3 separate regions of the Mus musculus genome follow, and all the other regions are linked to region 2. A link is a contact called in public HiChIP or PLAC-seq and promoter capture Hi-C data. All regions are on one chromosome and are shown on one strand. Each heading gives the region's core, a stretch centred on a gene start, on an enhancer-like site or on the middle of the called end of the contact. The rest is flanking DNA. Distances are from core to core; before and after follow the strand shown.

Evidence for each region. HiChIP or PLAC-seq counts read pairs in DNA pulled down with a chosen protein or histone mark. Capture Hi-C pulls out chosen DNA fragments and counts their contacts.
Region 1: a contact with region 2 is called in a RAD21 HiChIP or PLAC-seq map of pro-B cells, with 4 times the contacts expected there. The contact joins the enhancer-like site here to the promoter of Magee2 in region 2. A contact is called at or near these places in 5 of 39 promoter capture datasets (embryonic stem cells, hippocampal neurons, liver and 2 more), 1 of 15 datasets of contacts at CTCF or cohesin (pro-B cells), 1 of 484 Hi-C or Micro-C datasets (gonadal supporting cells), 3 of 115 datasets of contacts at active chromatin or transcription factors (embryonic stem cells and stem cell-derived neural progenitor cells) and 1 of 9 other capture datasets (embryonic stem cells).
Region 3: a promoter capture Hi-C map of pancreatic islet shows a contact between it and region 2. The contact joins the promoter of Zdhhc15 here to the promoter of Magee2 in region 2. A contact is called at or near these places in 1 of 39 promoter capture datasets (hippocampal neurons), 1 of 484 Hi-C or Micro-C datasets (forebrain), 2 of 115 datasets of contacts at active chromatin or transcription factors (embryonic stem cells and stem cell-derived neural progenitor cells) and 2 of 9 other capture datasets (adipose tissue and pancreatic islet).

Annotation. Positions count from the first base shown.
Region 1 is chrX:104,996,338-105,000,444 of GRCm38.p6, forward strand. No RefSeq gene overlaps it. Among named protein-coding and RNA genes, the nearest start is that of Gm33486, 5.5 kb to the right of the region's middle. Within about 2 kb of position 2,109, at least 3 of the 459 cell types and tissues checked have an H3K27ac peak or open chromatin away from gene starts, as enhancers often do. A contact at or near this core is called in pre-B cells and pro-B cells, where this site is marked.
Region 2 is chrX:104,855,566-104,859,894 of GRCm38.p6, forward strand. It overlaps Magee2 (melanoma antigen, family E, 2), which reads right to left and starts at 1,702. Exons shown (of 1, transcript NM_053206.2): 1 at 1-1,702. The coding sequence starts at 1,478.
Region 3 is chrX:104,669,014-104,673,125 of GRCm38.p6, forward strand. It overlaps Zdhhc15 (zinc finger, DHHC domain containing 15), which reads right to left and starts at 2,051. Exons shown (of 12, transcript NM_175358.4): 1 at 1,651-2,051. The coding sequence starts at 1,786. Gm39530 (a long non-coding RNA gene) reads left to right here and starts at 807. Exons shown (of 3, transcript XR_003953044.1): 1 at 807-1,146.

The DNA.
Region 1 (4,107 bases), core at 859-3,358, 140 kb after region 2:
GACTTTTTTGAAAGGTCTTTAGTGGTATTTATCTCTCCCCATGTCACTTTCTCTACCCTGCACTCCCACCCTCACCCCAACTTAACCCCTCTTGTTCAATTATTCCCCATTAGCCCTTTATGCCACTGAGTTCTAATTCCCCTCCCTGGAAAGGCCCCCAGCCTCTTCCTAATTTCCTGATGGAATTGGGTATTCTATATGGGTATTTCAAATGAAACATACATAGCTAAAGATTTGAAACTAACATCTGTAAGTAACAGAAAACATGTGAAGGTTGCCTTATGTGTATGGGTCATCTCACACCTAGTGATTGTTTCCAATTCTATTTGCTTGCAAACTTCATAATTTTGTTTTTTGTAATGGCTGAGCACTCTTTGATTATATAGATGTACATTTCCATTATCCATTCATCAGTTGATGGACATCTAGGCTGTTTCCATTTCCTGATTATTATGAAGAGAGCTAAACAGGACTGAGCAAGTGTCTCTAGAGTAGGAAACAAAGTCCTTTGGGTATTCACCCAAGAAGGGCATAGCTGGATCATATGGTAGATCTAAGTTTTGCTTTGTGAGGAACCTACAGCTGATTACATAGTGGCTCCACCAGTTCATGCTCCCACAAGCAGTAAGTGCCCCCCTTTCACATCTACTTCAACATTTATAGTCTTTTTCTTTCTTTTTTGGATCTTAGCCATTCTGACTGGGGTAAGCTGAAATGTCAATGTTGTTTTAATTTGCATCTTCCTGATGCCTAAAGTGATTGAACATTTTTAAGTGTTTCTAAAGATGTTGAGCATTTTTAAGTGTTTCTAAAGGTGCTGACCATTTTTTAAATCTTCTCAGTCATTTGTATTTCATTTTCTGAGAACTCTATTTGCTTCTGTGCCCCATTCTAAAATTGCATTGCTTTTTGATGTTGTTATTGTACTGGTTTAAACATGAGTAAGAAAAATCAGTCCCTAATAATCAAACATTGGCCTGACAGCTGTTGAAAGCTTTCCTAGTGCTCATAGCAAGGCCGAGTTACTCTCTAGCAGACATAAAGTAGCTCCTAAAATATCAGCACCAGATAAGGCCTTTTTGAAAAAAGAATGTGAGGACAAGACTGCTCTGTAAATTTGCCTAACCACAAGGAAATACAAGGAAATGTTGTAACCTATGAAATACTAAAACTCCTTCCCTCAGTTAATAGATGAATGATTCTTATTCTTTACCAATTACAATTCAACTTCAGCCCCAGACTAGTCAGCTCTCTCTATAAGATATATTAACATATATAACCATCCATTAATCTCTGCTTCTTTATAGCACCCAATCCAGAGTCTTGTTTTAAAAAAAATCACCCAGCAAAAGTCTAAATTATATTATGATGCCTTTAAAACCCCTTCTGAATGCTCTAGCCCTAGAACATTTGACTCCCCGAGCTGGGAGAAAGGCTGGTTTCCTAGGTCCAATAAGGATACTACAGCTACACAGGCGTTTTTTCTGGCTTTTGTTTCATTACACCTGTAAATTGTAGCAGTCCTATGGGAAAGGCTGAGATCCAACAGAAATGGCTATCACTAGATTTGGTAAAAACTAAATAAACTGGTTTTTTTTCCTGTGTTCACATATTTTATGTAATTTCTTCGTAATGCAGATGAATGTTGTGGATGGGGATTACAGAAACAGACTCTGTTTTGCCAGTACTAAAAAGAAAAAAGAAAAACCTAACAGAGACCAGAAAAATAATTAGAGACCTGAGGCTAAAAGCCTCTTGAGTTATCACTATCTGGTGTTCTACTTTTCTAACTAAAAATCTTATTCCTTTCACATTCTGTTTGAGTGTTATTTTATAACATTTTCATGTGCACTGGGTAAACAAGAAAAAACCTAGGACCCTGAAGGGGACACACTGAGGAGTCTAACTCCAAATTCAGTTTATTAGAGGAAAAGGTCAAAGAAGGAAGCAATTATGAAAACAGCGGCACTACCAAGAAGGAAAATGACCTCCGGGTGCAGAGGGGCTTGAAAGACTTCGTAGTGACCCAAGCCAGCACATTAATGACCAACCTTCTCTGTCTTCTCACCCAGTATCGCCAGTTCCCAGGAAGTGGTTTTTCAGCGTGACTAGAGAGAAACAAGCTGCATTCTCTGCTTGAACAGTTGCGGAGATGAGGGTAGGATGGGACCTCTCTCCATTTTGCCACAATTTCTTACATCTTCCACAGTCTACTAACAGGAGAAAGGGGTTCCTGAAGATAACCTATGGAGTTTTATATGAAGGGCATAGCTTCCAATGAAAACAAAGTAGAATTCTTGTGGACTTTGATAGCTCACATGCTAAAATTAAATAATACCAAGAAAATTGGCCATGTTACTATGCAAGTAGCATATGTGAATTTGAAAAGTGTTCTAGCTTACTTCTCTGTCATAACAAAAACATCATGATGGGTGAGTTAACAGCAAAAAATTATCAGCTTTCAAAAAGGGGAGGCAGATGCTGGGATTCAGGTGTTGGTCACTTTAGTTTTTTCTGAGACCTCTCTCCACACATGCAGATGGCCATAATCCCGCTGTGCCATCATATGGGGTATTCTCTATGAACACACACATATATATGCGTGTGTGTCTTAATATTCTCTTGTAAGGACACAGGTCTTACAGAATTTGGGCCATCCACATGACTCAATCATATTCTGAGTTGATGGGGGATAGGACTTCACCTTATGAATTTGCGAGGGATAGAATTCTGTCCATCCATTAAAAAAAATGCATTTAAGTGAAGTTAAATTCAAGCACACAAAAACTATTTAAATAATACAGTTGAAAAAACAGTAATGAGAGAATAATAAATATATCCAGAGTATATTATAAACACCTTTAATGTTATTTAATTTTAACTTAGAGTGATTAGAAAACCTACATATGATATGATTTGATATTTTATATTTGGAAATTTTTATACAGAGATTTACATAAAATGTCAGCAATACCTTAATACCATATTGTAATTATCAGAATACAGATTATGCTCTGAGTGTCCACAATTCTCAAAGAGGAAGGAAGCATCACCCTCTTGTGTGATGGTTCATTTTGTCTGTTGGATAGGTAAAGTCCAAGGAGACTAGTAAAGTGCACCTCTGGGTATACCTTTGAGGCTGTTTCCAAATAGGATTAATTAAGGGAGGAGGTAGAAGGGAAAATAATTACAACAGTGAAATTGAGCTTCCTAACCTGAATGTGGGGTGCAGACTGGGATCAGGTGGAATAAAAGAAGAAAAAGAGAAAGCCCAGAGCACAGACATGTTCTCTTGGCTTCCTGACTGCCTTGGTGTGACTACATATTCCCTTCCATGAAAGGGCTGAAAGCCTGGAAAGTGGTAAGCCAAGGAGTCAAAGAGATGGCTCAGTCAGTGGCTAGGAAAACTCGCTGCTCTTCTGAAGGACCCAGGTTCAATTCCCAGCATCTACACAGTGGTGCACTACCACCTGAAGCTCCCTATTCTGGCCTTTCGCACACATACTCATGTTGTACAGACATACGTGAGGGCAAAACACTCCTATACATAGAATTAAATTTAATTTAAAAATAACAACAAAACCTGTGAGTCAAAATAAATTCTTCCTTCTTTTAAGTTGTTCTGTGAGGTACTACATTATGGTAAAGAAAACTCCAACTAACACACTCTGAATGTAGTATATGTATCAAACGCACAAGTAATGAGACTGCCTAAAAAGGTTTATCTGCCCAACCGTTTCTTCATGGCAAGACCAATTCTGCATTTACTTTACCTTTTGAATGGCAATCAGACACTTCTCTTTAATTCCACCATTCACTTTGTCATATTTCTTGGGAAAGACTAGGAAAAGACGCCAGTACAGAAATAACATTTAAAGTTATTAAGAGGAGCAAGCCTTAAATCCTTGCAGCTTTGATGCAGAGAGGTCAGATCCCATGGGACACCCTGACCTTTTCACAGGAACTTCCTTAGGACTATTCCATGAGACATAGTCCTCAGCTTCTCATTGGCTAGACAGCAAGAATATTAGAGAGGCGATAGGAGAAAAGTGTTAGGCGTTTAGTAGATTCTAGGTGTGCCATGGCTAGAAACTTGAATATAGGAAG
Region 2 (4,329 bases), core at 452-2,951:
TGTGGCTGTTTTCCATAGAACCTAGCCATATATTCCAAGGCTTTCATTTTGGTGATTTCATGGTGAGCCCGAGGACCCCAGAGCAGCTCGTATTCAACTGGATTCGAGTAGGAGAGCGGCCTGCATTCTAGGTAGCGTTGCCTCATTAGCTTACAGGTGATGGCATGTTTCCTCCCTACATCAACACTGAATCTCTGGAGTAAGTTCCAGATCTTGGCCTCTTTGACACGGTTGCCCATCAGGAAGATCAAACCCAGGATTGGCATCAAGTATTCTTGGGTGGGTCTGCCCAGGCTCTCTAGCATTACTTGTTCTTCTTCTGATTCTGGTTGGGGGACAAGGAGGTAGATGTGCTCACTGGTATCAACCTCAATCAGAGAGAACCCATAAAACAGATCAAGGATTAGAGTGGCTCTGCTGAGGATATTTGGGAACACATCCTGGAATTCTTTGCCAGTATTAGCAAATAGCTCATCCTGATGGATAGGCAGCAACTCCTCAGTGACACCAATGGCCAACTGGACCAATTCATTTGCTTTATCATTCATAGTGTCCTCTGACCAGAACTCTAAGCCAGCAGCCTGGCTTCTCTCTTTGGCTTTGTCAGCTTCCAGAGCTTTGTTATATTCTTCTGGCCAGCTCCAGGGTTCTTCATCATGGGCCTCTGCTACAAACTTCAGGGCTTCCATCTTTGTGATTTCACTGTGAGCTCTAGAGCCCCACAGGAACTCAAATTCAAGGGGATTAGTGCCATATACTGGCCAGTACTCCAAAAATCGCATATGGACAAAGTCAATAGTAAGGAGGTTTCTTGTGTTCCCAAACTGGTTGTTGATCCTCTGAGACCCATCTATCACATCCACCTTTAACAGCAGGTCCCAAATGGAGGCCTCTCTTGCCCGGTTGCCATTCAAGAGAATATGGCCTAGGACCAAGGCCAGGAGACCCGCTTTTGGTATGTCCAGGGTCTCTGCTAGCCGTTCAGTGGTCTGGGGACCTGGTTTGCTGATTAGGTTGTAAGTGTCCATCTGAGGATCAAGGACTCTCAGATTCAACCCAAAGACCCGATCCAGATGAGCTGAGGCTCGTCTGAGTATCTCAGGGAACTGATCTGAGTATTCTTTGAGAAACTCCAGCATTTCTGACTGTCGGATAGACCCCTCATTTTGGCTTTTCATGCGCATGAAATTCACTAAAGCAACCGACCTCTCTTCAAGAGGGTCGTGGACCCTGAGCGCCCCCAAACGTCGGGACTGCTCGTCGATGAGAACCTCGATGTCACTCGGGTCCCGCACAGCCTGGGAAGCGCTGGCTCCCTGTGGATCGTTTGGAATCTCAGGGCCCTGGGGAGCTTCGAGGGCTAGCATGGAGGTGGCAGGCCCGGAGGCATTAGTAGCCTGCATTTCACCCTGGCTGTTGCTGTAATCGGCGGTAGTCTCTGCGCTGCTTTGGCGCGCATTCTGGCTTACCAGAGACATGGTTCCAGGAGACAGGAACGCGAACGCGGAGGTCAGCGATCCGTCGCAGGGAGGATCTGAGGTGTGTTGGCAGCTCAGCTCAGAGCCGAAGCCTGATACTCAGGAGCTGTGCGGTTCGAAAGTGAGAGCTGGCGAGACAGGCGATCCTTTTACAAAAGCAGTAGCCAGCAATGAAGGAAAGCCTAAGAGCACCTAGCTTTGCCGCATCCTACGCAGGCGCACTCAAGCTCTGCAATGTGGTGACCACGCCCCGCTCAGGCTTCCTCTCCCGCCCCCTCCCACTACTGACTGAAAGGCCAGGCTTGCTGTGGGGTTCGAACTTATTAGGGAATCAAATTCGCACAAAGGAACAACGGAGATGAAGTAGAAGAATTAGAGGAAGGGAACGTTTTTCTAGTTTTTCTGCGAGGTATTAAGCACCTTGGTAAGGCTTAATAGAGGATGGGGGCGGTATTTATGATAATTGTAGAGTCATTAAGGCCTCCGCCAACTAAACAGATTATTTCTTGAGACTATGCCCATTTCAGGCACACTGCTTTGTATTTGTGAGATGCATCACTGATTGCTGTGAGGACAAATTGATTATTCCTTCCCATATGGAGCTTGCAGACCATGCATTCTAGGGTTCCTTCAACCAGTGGTGATGCGCGCCAACCCTTTATCTAGCCCTTACTAGGTAACAGACCTAGTGTTTCACTTTTCTCATATTAAAATCACTGAGTCTTAACTAGTCTAAATGGTGTTCATCTTAAAGATGAGAAAACTGGCACAGGGAGGTGAGTTTGACTGTAAAAACTCGGGCAGCTACAAGGGAAAGAGATCCGGCTTGAATCCTTTTATCAGAGCCCAGAACATAAGCACTTTTCTATCACACCATCTGACTTTCAAGGAGTTCTTAGTTCTATTTTATAAACGCGTCTCAGATAAAATTGATGGAAACCAGCACAAGTCAATTTACATATAGCACAAACACAGAAGTAGTGAATGTCAGTTTTGTCTGAAGTGTCTTGGATTGGAGGTAGTTGCTGAAAAAGAGTCAGAGGAGCTGAGCTCTAAGTGATCAGAGGAATGGGAAGAGTTCATGCTTTGCAAGGGTGTTGTAGCGTTTGGTAACATCAAGAAAGGTCCAGAAGTATGAGAATAAAGTATGAGGGTGTGTAACTGCCAGTTATCCATGTCGGCTAGAGTATGGGTGGGAGACAAGGACAGAGGTGGCTAAACAGGAAGGACTGGCTTTTTCCCTGTATGTCAGAACTGTTTAGGGCTGCACACAAGAGTAGGTTTGTACATGTGTATTTGAGGACTGACCCATAGTCCAAACACTCTGGCCAGGAAGAAAGTTGGGTTGCTCTATTTTCTTGGAGTGCTGCCACAGTAGTTAGGCTAAAAGCTCAGTTGTAATCCAGGAATTCAATGAAAGGAAGGAAGGAAGAAAAAATATGTCAGATTGTCATCTGCAGCCACATTTGAAGTCCTTCCACATTCTTGATGGTAATGGTTACTGTTTTACATTCAGTGATCCACTGCCCTGAAATTCCTTCAGAGGCCACTCACTGACATGCACCCATGACATTTTCCACATCTTTCTTTTTAAAATGTACACTCTACTATAATAGAAAAGTAGGAGATACAGGATCAAGTATTTTGCCCAAACTGGGCAAAAGGGACTTGTGTTTACTACACAAATGTGTATTCATGTTCTATAAGACAGAATGTGTGCTGTGTGCTGATCTGTTGATCATGCCTTAGGAGAGTCTTGTGAAAACCAGTGCCCTCTTAGCTGCTGCAACTGTACAACTTGGGTCAGTTTGGAAGGATCTTTTACTCGAGTTTTCCCAGTCTCCAGAAGGTAATGTGTTCTTTGTCTTAGATTGGTGTTTCTCAAAGTAAAACTAAGTTTAGTTTGTTTGTTTGTTTGTTTTAAATCCTCTCTACTTGCTAGAAATAAAACCTCACTCATAGTGGGAGTTGGACTTATTTTTCCCATCTAGTAAAGGGAAGCAACATCAAAAGGAAAAACAACACCTTAACTCTGAAATGATATCTCAGTCCCACTTCTTGGCATTCAATCCCTTAACAAGTTCATCTGTACCTGGTTCTCTATCTTTCTCATTATTCCAAGCACATTCTTCCATGAAGTCATCTCCTGGACACACTGACCTGCATTTTCTATTCATTCATCTATTTTTGTATTCTGTAAGCCAATGAAGATATCTAATTATTGCTAAATAAACAACAAAGGAGCTATGTCTATGATTTACATATGTCAATGTAAATGCAAAAAGATGGGCTAACATTCTTTATCTCAAATCTCTTGAGACTTTCTGTTAACTTTTGTTTTACACATTTTTGAAGAATGAATATTTTCCATACTATATTATCTTCAATATAATTTTAATAAAGTGTTTCACTTGACTACTAGAATATGCACATAATAAAGTTCATAAATCACAAATGTGCTTGATAGGTTATGACACATTTAACATACCTTGTGATCATGATGTCAGTTAAGATAATTTCCAGCATCTTGAAAGTTCTTGTGCCCTTTATCCCAATTCTTTCCTTCCCACTTGTCCTTAAAAAAATTAGCATACTGAAAATTGGTATGTGCAGATACTCACTATATATACTTTAAATAATAATATTAGAATTATAGAGAATGTATTTATTTGTATCCTTTCTCAAGAGCTACCACCACTCTATTGCAGTTTTATCCCTGTTGTTTATAACAGTAGTCTGCTAAATTTCACTACTATGGAGTTTATAATTGTGTGAATATGGACTTCTAAGAAGGCAGATACATATCTATTATATGATTATGAATTTATAATATACATAACACATTTTACAA
Region 3 (4,112 bases), core at 801-3,300, 190 kb before region 2:
TGTATGTCATGAAAACTAATTTGAGTTTATGAGAATGTTAGAAGGCCATATGTAATAGAGAGAGGACTGGAAACATATGAAAATCTAAGTGTATGTGGGTAAATACAAGAAAAAGATCTTGTTTTTTGTGCTGTGAAAGACTGGAGAATTCTGAGTTTGAAAGCACAAGGTACATGATAGGAACCAGGTTGTAAATAAGGAGAGACTAGAGTAATCCCTGGTGTGGTAGGACAGGGCATAAGGAAAGTCCAGCATCACTAAAGGGGTGGTCTAGGAAGAGAAAACAACAAAAGTATATTCCCATGAGAAAGGGCCAAAGGGACAAACTTCAGTAAGAAAGAACTGGATTTCCCAGGCTTGAGAAAGCAGGGGGCAAGTGCATTCTGAGAGGAAACAATGACAAGCACCAGGGACTGATAGTGTCAGAATGTGGGGACAGTGGGAAAACACTGGAGGGGGTGAAGAATGTTTCTCAGTAAAGATAGTTAAAGATTAAACAAGTAGTGGCTCTTCCGTGGGATATGGTAAAGATTGTGGGGACTCTTGTAAGTGTAAAGAAAACATTTGAGTATGCATTTATTGTGGATGGGACTGTCAGAAAATAACATAGGCCTTCTAATGAGAAGTTGAATGCTTTACAAAGTGGAAGGGAAGAGGCTGTACCCAGTGTGGTACAGTGCAGAGCTCTAATATGAGAAGAGAGTGTTGTATAGAACCCCCACACCACAAAAGGAGCTCTGAAAATGAGGGAAGCGCACAGGAAAAGAAGGGGGGAAACCTTATTACCATTGTGTGAAATGTGAGGTAGAACACACAGACTGAGGAGTCATAAGAAGGCAAACATATGAAGCACTCCTCTCTCTCTCTCTCTCTCTCTCTCTCTCTCTCTCTCTCTCTCTCTCTGTGTGTGTGTGTGTGTGTGTGTGTGTGTGTGTGTGTGGTGTGTATGTTGCATGTGTGCACACATGTGCGTGCTCTCTTGGATCTCAGAGAAAGAATGGACGGAGGGCTTAGCCCTGTGTAAAAAGTGAGAACAGAATGTTCTGATGTGAGAGGTTCAGAAGTGGGTGGGGAGGAGATGTGAAACCTCTCAGCTTGTGTTTGAAGATTGCAGAGAGAAGGTATGGATCTCAAAGTGGAGAAAAGGTGAGCTAATAGAAGAGGACAGGAATTATTTTGGGATCCCTTAGAGGGAATCCCCAGCATGGAAGGAATCATAGTAGGAGGGGGAAATGGTGGGGCCCTTAGTTGGATGCTTTGGTGGAGCAGGCACTTTAAGGACATGGAGTATGGTGCTTCCTCAATTGGTAGGGTGGGCTCAGAAGGTGGTTGCCAGGCAGTACAGCTTAAGTGGTTACCCTGTACTGGGAAAGGGGGTCCTGGTAGAAAGAGTCAGGGAATTATCGAGGGTAGAGCAAGGAAGTAAGAAAACCCAGGGGAGAGGAGATGGCGACGTGGTGGGACCCTCGTGGGACGGCGCATGAGAGATATTGTGAGAAGCCCAAGATTGGAAACTGGGAGTTTTTCAGGGCGCGAAGGGAAAAGCCGCAGGGTGAGGGCTGAGCTCACTGGGGACATCGGTATGAAGGATAAGGCAGACGATTGTGCTGGAGCATAATTTCCCCAGTTTATGTGGCCAGCCCCACTTACCCAGGCAGAGTTCAAAGACGTAGGCATAGTAGGACCAGAGAACGACGAGGACAATAACGAGCACTGGCACCCAGGACAGTACCCGGCGGCAGCACCGCAACCCCCCAGACAGAGCCATCTTCCAGCCCCGCCGCATCTTCGGCTCGAAGATCGACCGAGCAGGCCTGCTGGCGCCGGCCGGGATCTGCTTGGGCGGCGGCTGGGAGGCGGGAAGGCGCGCTGTGCGGCGCTCCACTGCTTAGCCTGGCGGGAACCGTCCTCGAGCCGCTGCCACCTGTGGGGCTGCACTGCCCAGCGCGCCCCGTCTGGCACCGCTGGCCTGAGTCACAGCTACAGGAACCGGCTGAGGTGGGGCAGAAGGTGGTTGCCTAGCAGTCCAGGCCGCAGGACTCACAGGGACTGCAGCCCCTCCCCCTTTCCACCTCTCGCCCCCTACCCCCAACCCCCAACCCCCAACCACTTCCTCTGAGCCTGCTGGGCTGGGCCTCCGCCAAATGTAAAACCCAAGAAATGTGGGTCCGCCCATCTGCCTTTACTGCACTGCATCCACCTTCTCTTCAGTTCTGGTTTCTCCCCTCTTCCTTCCCCTGTATCTCCTTTTCTTTGCTGTCCCAACCCCCAGACACACAAGTACAAAAAGGCACTGTGCAAAAGATGCACACAGCACAGTAGTACCTCATGAATTAAAGGTCATCCATCTCCATCCTCCCACTGCTACTTGAACAGTATGCTTAACACGTAGTGCTGCAGTCTCTGTTGGGGTACATCCCTTGACAGGGCACTCCTTCCACCCTCTGTACCCCCTGCAGAATTAGCTTAGTGTATTTTCAGAATAAACACAATGGTGCAGAAATCAAGTGAAGGCCATAATGATTCTGGGCTCAGGGAACTCTCTAAAGGTTTAAGCTTTATTAATAAAAGCACTTTTTTTTTTTCAGCTGGGCGTGGTGGTGTCACATGCCTTTAATCCCAGCACTCAGGAGACAGAGGCAGGCAGAGTTCTGAGTTTGAGGCCAGCCTGGTCTACAGAGTGAGGCCAGCCAGGGCTATACAGAGAAACCCTGTCTCGAAAAACCAAAAAAAAAAAAAAAAAAAAGCATTTTTCAGGCAGAAGAGGATTGATGACCTCTCAGACCAGAAACGTGTTTGAAAAGGCATGACATGACAATTCTAAAGTGTTCCAAGACCAGCTGCTGTACCTTGAAGAGAGTTTATGTGAAGAGGATGGGAGTGAGGACTGAAAATACAGGCTGGAGCAAGGATGTGAATGCTCTTGGATGCCTTGTCAGGGACACAGTTATGTAGAGCAGATGGAAAACAGTCAGCAAAGGTCGGGGGGCGGGGGGCAATGGAATAGAGTCACAGTGATACTAATGTAAAACAGTAAGCTGGATTTCACTAAGGAAGCCGGTCTGAGAGCAGGGGGACCAATCAGGAGGCAAGTCGTTACTTTCTATTAAGTCAACATTAGTATAAATAAAGAATGGCAAACCAGGGGACTGTCACGAAGAAGCTCATGTCCTCCTTAAGGCAACAGGCTGTTGTTTTGACACAAGTACCTACCACAGTTCTATTATTATGGTCGTTTGTATATTTCATACTCATTGATCTAATGGTTTCCAAAGGTCTAGTACACGAAGAGACTTTTGCTGAGATCCAGTTTTGATTTACAGTCAGTGTGACTGCTGTGTGAGAGCAAGAGGTTTTATAAGCCAGGAAGCGGGAGTGGGTGGGTTGGGGAGCAGGGCAGGGGGAGGGTAATTAGGGGGTTTTAGGGATAGCGTTTGAAATGTAAATGAAGAAAATATGTAATTTTTTTAAAAAAGAGATTTTGTAAGATTGTCTTGTGGTTTTAATGTATGGTTATACATGCAATAACGTTCCTAAAGTAACAACACTATTGTTTCTTTTCAGATTAAGATCAAGGTTGATGTTACTAAAGTAGTAATGTAATGAAGTGCAGAGTGTATTTTAGTTACAATATTTAATAGTCTGATAAGTTATTTAGCCCTGAAGTTCTGACATGAAAGAATGGCTTTCCATTAATCATGGTTTTGAGGATCTTAGAACATATATTTTGAGATTTTTGTACCTATTTTGTTTAAATCAAGTGGCTTTGTGGAGGAAATGATTAAATGTAGATAGAGTCTGAGCTGGGCAGAATACCTACTAACTTACTAAGAAGGTAACAGGTTTAAGTACGGATTTGAGGGAAGGAATGACAGATAAAGGGAATTGTATAATGGTAAAGATATATGAAACTTTATGGTATATTCGAGAAGACTACAAGAAACCTGTCTTGTTGGAAGGCATCACAGTAGGCTAACCTCTTGATTAATATTTTTGAAGCATTATGGGCCAGAGAGCTGGGAATGCTTGTTGCTCTTCAAGAATTTGATTCCTGGTACCCACATCAGTTACCTCTTATTGGCCTGTAACTATCTCCTGGGGGGCTCTGACAC